Regions from separate parts of the Oryctolagus cuniculus genome. Here region 2 is linked to region 1. Evidence: chromatin contacts called from public Hi-C data. All regions are on one chromosome and are shown on one strand. The core of a region is the stretch at or near the end of the contact, and the rest is flanking DNA. Distances in the headings are between cores, read along the strand shown.

Evidence for each region. Hi-C and Micro-C count contacts between places; a contact is called where the count stands out from the background.
Region 2: a Hi-C map of an unstated tissue shows a contact between it and region 1, with 2.3 times the contacts expected there. The contact joins two enhancer-like sites. A contact is called at or near these places in 2 of 6 Hi-C or Micro-C datasets (ear pinna and an unstated tissue).

What each region holds. Positions count from the first base shown.
Region 1 is chr4:93,918,300-93,922,260 of mOryCun1.1, forward strand. FAM131A (family with sequence similarity 131 member A) reads left to right here. Exons shown (of 5, transcript XM_051818846.2): 5 at 1-905. It overlaps CLCN2 (chloride voltage-gated channel 2), which reads right to left. Exons shown (of 24, transcript NM_001082751.1): 23 at 1,546-1,632; 24 at 824-1,407. The coding sequence ends at 1,213. Among named protein-coding and RNA genes, the nearest start is that of FAM131A, 9.5 kb to the left of the region's middle. Within about 2 kb of position 2,147, at least 1 of the 8 cell types and tissues checked has an H3K27ac peak or open chromatin away from gene starts, as enhancers often do.
Region 2 is chr4:94,369,984-94,374,138 of mOryCun1.1, forward strand. No RefSeq gene overlaps it. Among named protein-coding and RNA genes, the nearest start is that of VPS8, 26 kb to the right of the region's middle. Within about 2 kb of position 1,993, at least 1 of the 8 cell types and tissues checked has an H3K27ac peak or open chromatin away from gene starts, as enhancers often do.

The DNA of each region.
Region 1 (3,961 bases), core at 897-3,396:
ATTGTGACTGGGCTGTGTGGGGGTGGAGTGGGAGGGAGCCTGGCCACCTCCGCCACTGTCCCTGTGCCTCTCTCTTCTCTGCTTCTCACCTCCGAGTCCATGTGCAGTGCTTGATAGAATCACCCCACCCCGGGGGACTGGCTCCTGCCCTGCCAGAGCAGGGAGCAGGGACTGAGCCGTCCCCCAGGGCCCCTCGCCCAGCTGGGCTCCTGCCGTGCTTCCCCCTCCATCGGCTCTAAATCGTTTTTCCCAGAAGACAGGGTTCTGGGTCTGTTCTTTCCGTGGGATCTTCTCGGGGAGGCGTTGGATGAGGAACAAATGCATGTGTCCTCCGCCCTTCTCCTGGCTTCCCCCGGTGGGCCTGGGCCCTCTCCCAGTTGCTCCTGGGATGTGCGAGCACGGCTTGCAGCAGTGTTATCTACAGGGTGGAGCTGGAGGCAGGGATGGCTCTGGTTGATGCAGAGCTGTGGCTTCCGTGTCCTTCCAGGGAGGGCCACAAGGAGGCCTCAGGGGTGGCCAGGCCATCATTGGCAGATGACCGCGGGGCTGGAATTGTGCCAGCTGAGTGACTCTCCTTGGGGAGGGAAGGGGGTAGTGCCTTCCTTGGCTTTGGCAAAGGCCAAAGCTATGGTCTTGGGGGCTCCCTCCCCAGCCAAGGTGTTTATGACCAAGCAGTGGCAGATTTGGCATTCCAAGGACACCGGACTCTGGATTCTTATGGCTATGGGGAGGGGGCCAGCTGCAGAATGAGGAGCCTTGTAGACACTGGCAGGTAAGAGGGCCCATGGTAAGAACAAGAGCCAGCGGGCACAAGCATTCTATATATAAGTGGCTCATTAGGTGTTTATTTTGTTCTATTTAAGAATTTGTTTTATTAAATTAATATAAAAATCTTTGTAAATCTCTATATACATCTGGTCATTGGAGGTTCCAGTATAAACCCATCTTAGTTCTATCCCTTTCCCCTCAACGGGGTAGCGGGGGTCAAGTGACCCCACCCCCATGCTACCAGGGCAGTGCTGATCTTGCCCTTGGGACACCTGCTGCAGGAGGTGCTGGGTCAGTTTCCAGGCAGGATGAGCTCTGGGAGACGTTGGCAGGCCGGGTCTGGAGGTGGGGCTGGGGCTGCGGCTGTCTTCTGCTTTCCCAGGGCAGGAGGCGGCATGGGAGAGCTATATAATCTGGCCTGACAGCCACAGCCCACGCAGGGGCTCATTGGCACTTGTCGTCGCTGTCGGAAGGACTGCCCTCCCGGGGGAGGCCGTGGCGGGAGCGGGGCCCCCAAAGCGCGTGCACCTCGGTGGTCTCTGTGTCACTGCTGCTGGTAGCACTGTCTCGGAAGCTGGCGAGGGGCGGCCGGACCTTCACACCCTGTGCTGTGACAGAGCCCTCAATGGCCTTCCGGAGCTGCAGAGGTGAGAGGGGCAGGTGTCTGGACATAGGACTCCCAGCTTCTTCCCCGGCACTCCCCCTAGGTGAGCTGGGCATAAGCTCTCCTGCCTTTTATTTTTTTGGAAGTGGCTTCCAAGGCCACTGTCTTCTCACCTCCTTTAGCGTAACGATTCCAATGAGCCTGCCGATGCTGGTGACGTATGCGTGGTCCACTCCCAGCAGCGAGAAGATGGTATGAGTCTGTGGAGGAGGGAGAAAGCGCAATGGGCTCGATGTGGCCAGGCAGCGATCCGTTCCAGGGGGCTCAGGACTAGGTGGGGGGGTGGGACAGAAGGGGCACCACAGATGGCAGAGGAGGGGACAGGACTGCTGGAGGGAAAATAATAAGAATGCTTCTGTGTCCCCCGGCCTCAGAAACGTGATAGAATCCTTGTGTTGATGAGACAGAGGAATCTTCCCGGCATGTTAGAAGGATGCAGTTGAGAGCGCTTGCTCAAATATGAAATCTAATGCCTGGCCGGGCTCCGTGCTAGGTCTCACATTATTCAGTTTCAGCACTGTCTTGAATAGGGACACCGACTCGACAGGAACAGCAGCATAGGTACAGCCATTCTACAGGAACAGCAGCATGAGGCTCAGTGGTAAAGTGGCTTGCTCTGGGGTTCTGGGTGGGTCGTCAGCTCTGCCCAGCCCTCTCCTGCAGGTGCCCCCTTAGGCATAGGTAGACCCAGGAGCAAGTTCCTACCCCCCACTTCCTACCAATGGCCCTCATGGATGACACCTGCTTCCCATCTGCCCTCTAGCTAGCTGGCCACTTCCGCTATCTCCTCTCCTTGGTTGTATTTAACACCGTGGGCTTGGCTGGCCTGAAGTGTGCGCTCGCTCGCTCTGTTTGCCTCTTCTGGAGCCCTAGCAGCACCCTGGGGCCTGTGTGTGTGTGTGTGTGTGTGTGTGTGTGTGTGTGCGTGCGTGCGCGGGGCTGCAGCTTACAGGCCAGTCATCCCCCTCCCCATGTTTTTCTTGCTGTGGGCCCTCTAGCTTTCCAGTGTAATCACTGAGGGCTCAGAAGTTGTCAGCCAGTTCCCCTTGCTCTCAGAGTGGATTTTCTTGGGCCAGATGTCTTGAAAAATACTGTCCTGACTCAGCAGTTCCTGGAATTTTTGGCCGATCATGATCACTCTGCTCTGAGTTTGCTTGTAAGCCTCTCAGCTTAATATGTGAATCAAGATGAGCAGTAATAATCCCGGTTCTTGAGTACCAGTTACTCAAAACTCATTTTAATACTTTGGAATTCTTAGGAAGGGATTTCTAGCACTTTCCTCAGGTTCTCCATCCAAGGCATGAAAGTACTTATAAGAAGGAACAAGAAGTTCAGTTTGAGAATAAGCTGTGTTCCTTCAATATCTGTAACAGAATGACCACGTGGTTAGCCAAGTTGCTCCTCATATGCAGCTTGAATCCTACACGCTACAGCTTAACATTCATTTCCCAACTTGTCCAACTTCAGGGAGAAATGTCTTTATTATGAGGTTTCCCATTAAAAAAAATCCCTTAGCTTTGCCTCCTGGCAGTCAAATAATCCCTTCCATCTTCTCCCAAGGAACCTCCCAAGTAGTTCCCTTGGAAATTCTTTTTCTCCACAATCTTAATCACGGCGAGTTTCTGGCAGGTGATTTGCCTTTTAGGTAATAAACCCCTTGTCCCTAGCAGTCACCAAGCCGTCCCAGTCTGTTTCAGAACGTGCGGGCTGTTTTCCTACACTTGCAGTTCCCTCAGGACGGGGGCTTCAGCCTGTTCTGGAAACCCCCCATCACGTTACCCGTCAGCCGTTCGTTACGCCGCCTCCGCGAGTGGCCCTTGGTCCTCCCTCAGGACGCGGGGTGGCCGTCACTCCTGACACCAGCTGGGGGCACGACTCTTAAGTGCTTCACATGTTTCAGGTTCCCTAATCCTCACAAAATCCCGAGGTGTGATCCCATTGTTGAGATACAGCAAGAGACGTGCAGAGACTAGGACATGTGCCAAGGTTATCTAGTCAACTGGCACGCGGCAGAGGCAGGGTTTGGGTTCAGATGCTGTGGGTAGCCGCTGCATGGACGAGGCATGGGGCTGATGCACAGGTCCCTGAACGGCGCCCGTGCAGCCCGTCTCCTCTCTGAATGGGCTGCTGCTTGGTGATGGCTCAGGCCAGCAAGGACATTCTGAATTCTAATCTTTCATGTTCTGATCACTTCCAGTTCTTGGTGCTTTCCTTGGTGGGTTCCTTAAAGGCTTCGTCTCTTCCTCTGATTTTTAGGCTTGTTACAAACAGTGACTTTGTTCTTTTTCATCTTAATTTAATTAGACACCAGATTGCCTCATTGGAAGGCCAGGGCCTGGGCTTGGGAACAGTGAGCTGACCGGGAAAGGGACAACATGGCCTTCTCAAAGCATCCTGGGAGCGGAGCCAGGAACTCAGAAATCTGGGCCTGACCGCTATCCTGACTTGGGCAAATGGCGTCCTCACTGCACGCCTCAGTTTCCCCATATGTAAAGTGGTTAAGACCTCTCTCTCACTAACTCTGCCTGT
Region 2 (4,155 bases), core at 743-3,242, 450 kb after region 1:
TGGGAAAGCAGTAGAAGATGGCCCAAGTCCTTGGGCCCTTGCACCCATGTGGGAGACCCAGAGGAAGCTCCTGGCTCCTGGCTTCAGATCAGCACAGCTCTGGCCATTGCAGCCAACTGGGGAGTGAACCATTGGATGGAAACTCTCTCTCCACCTCTCCTCTCTGTGTAACTCTGACTTTCGAATAAATAAATAAATCTTTAAAAAAAAAAAAAAAAGAAAAGTGACCCAAATTTGCATAGTTGGTAAGTGGAAAAGCACGATTTGATGTCTACATTCAACTGCCTTTTGCAGATATGAAAAGATGGTAAGCTGAGACTAAACTGTCTGTGGAGGCTTACATTTTGGCACAGTGAATTCAGCTGCTGCTTGGGGTGCATGCCTTCCATATTGGAGTGCCTAGTGTGAGTGCCAGCTGCTCCACATTTCCAACCCAGCTTCTGGTCAGTGTTCCTAGGAGGCAACGGATGATGGTGCAAGTACTCCAGTTTCTGCCACCCACGTAGGTGACCCAGATGGAGTTTTGGCTGCTGACTTCAGCCTGGCCAAGTCCTGGCTGTTGAGGGCACTGGGGGAGTAAACCAGTGGATGGAAGCTATCTCTCTCTCTCTCTCTGCTTTTCTGATAAATATATAGATATTTTTAGAAGCTATGCTGCAGACTCTAGCCTCAGAATCAGCTCTTAATGCATTCGGATCTGGCTAAAAAGCCTATGAGAGTATCTCAGGCATGGAAAACCAAGATACTGTGGCAAAAAATGACCTAAATGAAAGATCTCTGTGAGTGAGATCCCAGTGGAAAGAAGTGGCCATCAAAGAAGGAGGTGCCTTTCTCTGAAGGGAGGAGAGAACTTCCACTTTGATTATGGCCTTGTCTAAATAAGATTGGAGTTGGTGAACTCAAGAGGCTTCCATAGCCTTGGCAGCTCATGACAAGAACCTCGGGTGATTACTGACATCATAAATAAGAGTGTCAATTGTTAAATCAACAACGGGAGTCACTGTGCACTCGCTCCCCATGTAGGACCTCTGTCCTTAATGTGTTGTACTGTGAGAATTAACGGTACAACTAGTCTTCAAATGGTACTTTATACTTTGTGTGTCTGTGTGGGTGCAAACTGTTATAATCTTTACTTAGTATAGAGTTGATCTTCTGTATACAAAGATCATTAAAAATGAATCTTAATGAAGAATGGGATGGGAGAGGGAGTAGGAGATGGAATGGTTTGGGGGTGGGAGGGTGGTTATGGGAGGAAGAACCGCTATAATCCAAAAGTTGTACTTTTGAAATTTATATTTATTAAAGAAAAGTTTTCTATTGGAAAAAAAAAAAACTATGCTGCAGACAGTTCACCTGGGGAAAGCAAGGGAGGAAACCACCGCAGGTGGAGGGAGCAGATACGCAAAGCGGGAAAGCATGAGGTCCTTGGTACATCCTGGACAAGCAGAGTGTGGTTGTACAGGAGCAGGAGGGGAGGCGAAGGGAGGCTGGAGGAGCAGGCAGGGGCCGGACCACTTCCTTCATGCTCTTGTCAAGGAGCAGCATGGAAGGGCCCTTAGAGGAACTCACAGATACCCGTGCACTTGTGAGAAAAGTCACCCTGGCTGCGGGATGAATTGGAGTGAAAACCAGTTAGGGAGCGATTACAGCAATGCTCAAGTGAAACAGTAAGAAACTGAAATAAGGCAGCAAAAGGAGAATTAAAAACAAATTTTAGGAGAGTGAATCAACAGGCCTTGGTGGTTGGTGAGACAGGGGTGGGGTGAAGGAGTGTGAGTGTTGAGGAGGAGTTCTAGGGTCAGGTTTGTAAACTGCAGTGACCACCAGCTGGGATGGAAGGAGCAGGTTTATGGGAAGGTGAAGGTAGGATACCGATGTGTTCAGTTTTGGACACCTTTGCAGCAATGAGGTGAGGCTACCTGAAGGGCCCCCACATGTGTGTAGGGAGGAGAGGCAATCGGATACATGGGCCCAGGCAGCCGTTGGCCACGGTTCCATCTTCTCTCCCCAGGCTGCAGGCAGTCCCTCACTGGGAGCCCAGTGACAGGAAACATTAGACAATGGAATGCAGAGTTGGCAAGGCTGAGTGTGATTAATGCAGAAGAAATGAAGTCAGTATCGGATGGCAACAAACCCAGACTCTGTAAGGCTGGGCGGAAGGTGATCAAAGGGGAAGGCATGAAGGTGGTAATGGACGCAACAAATGTTCCCTCCTCTAGATGGGGGGAGTCCTAAGTCATTCGAAGAGAGGAGAATTTAATAAAAGCCTGATGGTGCTTTATTTTTAGTGTCGACCTTTAACTCCATATAACAAAATTTGTCACTTACCTTATTCTTGCTTCAACATTTATTGAGCTCCTACTGCATGTTGGCCACCTTTATAAGAACTGGGGATCCAGGTGTGAATGAGACAACAGGCCTGGCTCTGAGCAGCCCAGCTCCTGAGAAGGAGGATGGGGAAACGAAGCAAGAAAATATTCAGTACCTGGGTATCTAGTCCCGGGGGCCAAGACAGCCCATGCCAGGGCAAACGGCTTGAGAAGCCCCCTCTTGCCCTGCTGGGTATCTGATCCATGCAGCTCTCTCACTCCCACCACCTTAAAGAGTACCAATTGTCTAATGTGGAAAAATGAAGTAAGATTAAAAGACACGGGGCCAGTGCTGTGGCATAGCAGGTAAAGCCACTGCCTGCAGTGCCGGCACCCCATATGGGTGCCAGTTCGAGTCCCAGCTGCTCCACTTCCAATCCAGCTCTCTGCTGTGGCCTGGGAAAGCAGTAGAAGATGGCCCAAGTCCTTGGGCCCCTGCACCCATGTGGGAGACCAGGAAGAAGCTCCTGGCTCCTGGCTTCGGATTGGCACAGCTCTGGCCGTTGCAGCCAACTGGGGTAGTGAACCAGCGGATGAAAGACCTCCTCTCTCTCTGTCTCTCTCTCTGTCTCTCTGCCTCTCCTTCTATCTCTGTGTAACTTCAACTTTCAAATAAATAAATAAATCTTTAAAAAAAAGATGAAAGAGGTCATGAAGAGGGAGAGGGGTTGCAGTTGAGAACAGGATGCTCAGAGAAGGCCTCCACGAGACGATGACATTTGAACAAAGTCTTGGAAAGCAGCATGAGCAAACGTGTGGCTGTCTGGGGGCAGATTCCCCGGTGGCAGGTGGGGATGGGGGTGCAGCCAGAGCAAAGCTCAAGACAGGCGCACACCTGGAGCAGGGAGATGAAGGGGAAAGAGCAGGACACTGGATCTGAAAGGGTCAGACAGTGCCTCTGCGGCCATTGCAAGGAGGAGCTTCCACTCTGAGTGAGACAGAAAGCCTTGGAAGGAATGTGGCATGACTGTGACTTCCTTTTTAATGAGCTCCATCTGGCTGCTGGGTTGAGACTACAGGACAGGGAGGAAGAGGAACGTCGAGGAAGCTACTGCGATGACCAAGGTGAGAGGCGATGGCAGCTCAGATGAGAGGCAGCAGGGGAGGTGAGGAGCAATCAGGATCTGGGTTCATTTGACACGGCCAACTGGATTGCTGATGGGTTGGCTGTATGGTGGGAGAAAAGAATGAGAACACAGTTTCTGACCTAAGCAATAGAAGAATGGAGTTTTTGCCATTTATTGATAAAAATAAGAGGCTGTGAAAGAAACTTGATTGAGCATAGGGCTTTAATTTCAGTACCTACTTGTGAACACGCAAAATGACTCCAACTCTTGCAGCAATCCCGAGTTACAGAGGACAAATGTGGACTCAGCACAATTTGCCTAGATCTCGCCCAGGTAATAAGGGACAGAACCAGGACCCAAACGAACCCACGCATGCTATTTGCCCTGTACTGCACTGGGTCAGGGGGTCCTCCCCCCCCCCCCCCCCCCCCCCCGGCAAGGAGCCAGGCAGAAACAAATGGTGAGCAGCTCCGGAACATAAACCTCTGTGTCATTCACCTCTCTAATCCTGGTATCAGGATTCGGTGGGAAGAAGGGTGAGTGACGTAACCCCAGGATGTAAGATAACCTGAATGCAGGTGTCCTCCAGGCACACTCCAGAGAGAAAGGGAGAGGAAGGGGTTGAGCATCTCAGCTCAGATCCTTCTCTCAAGTCCACTCTCAGATAAATCATTTGCACTCCCACGGAGAGGAGTAGGAAGAGAGGCCAGGAGGGTCAC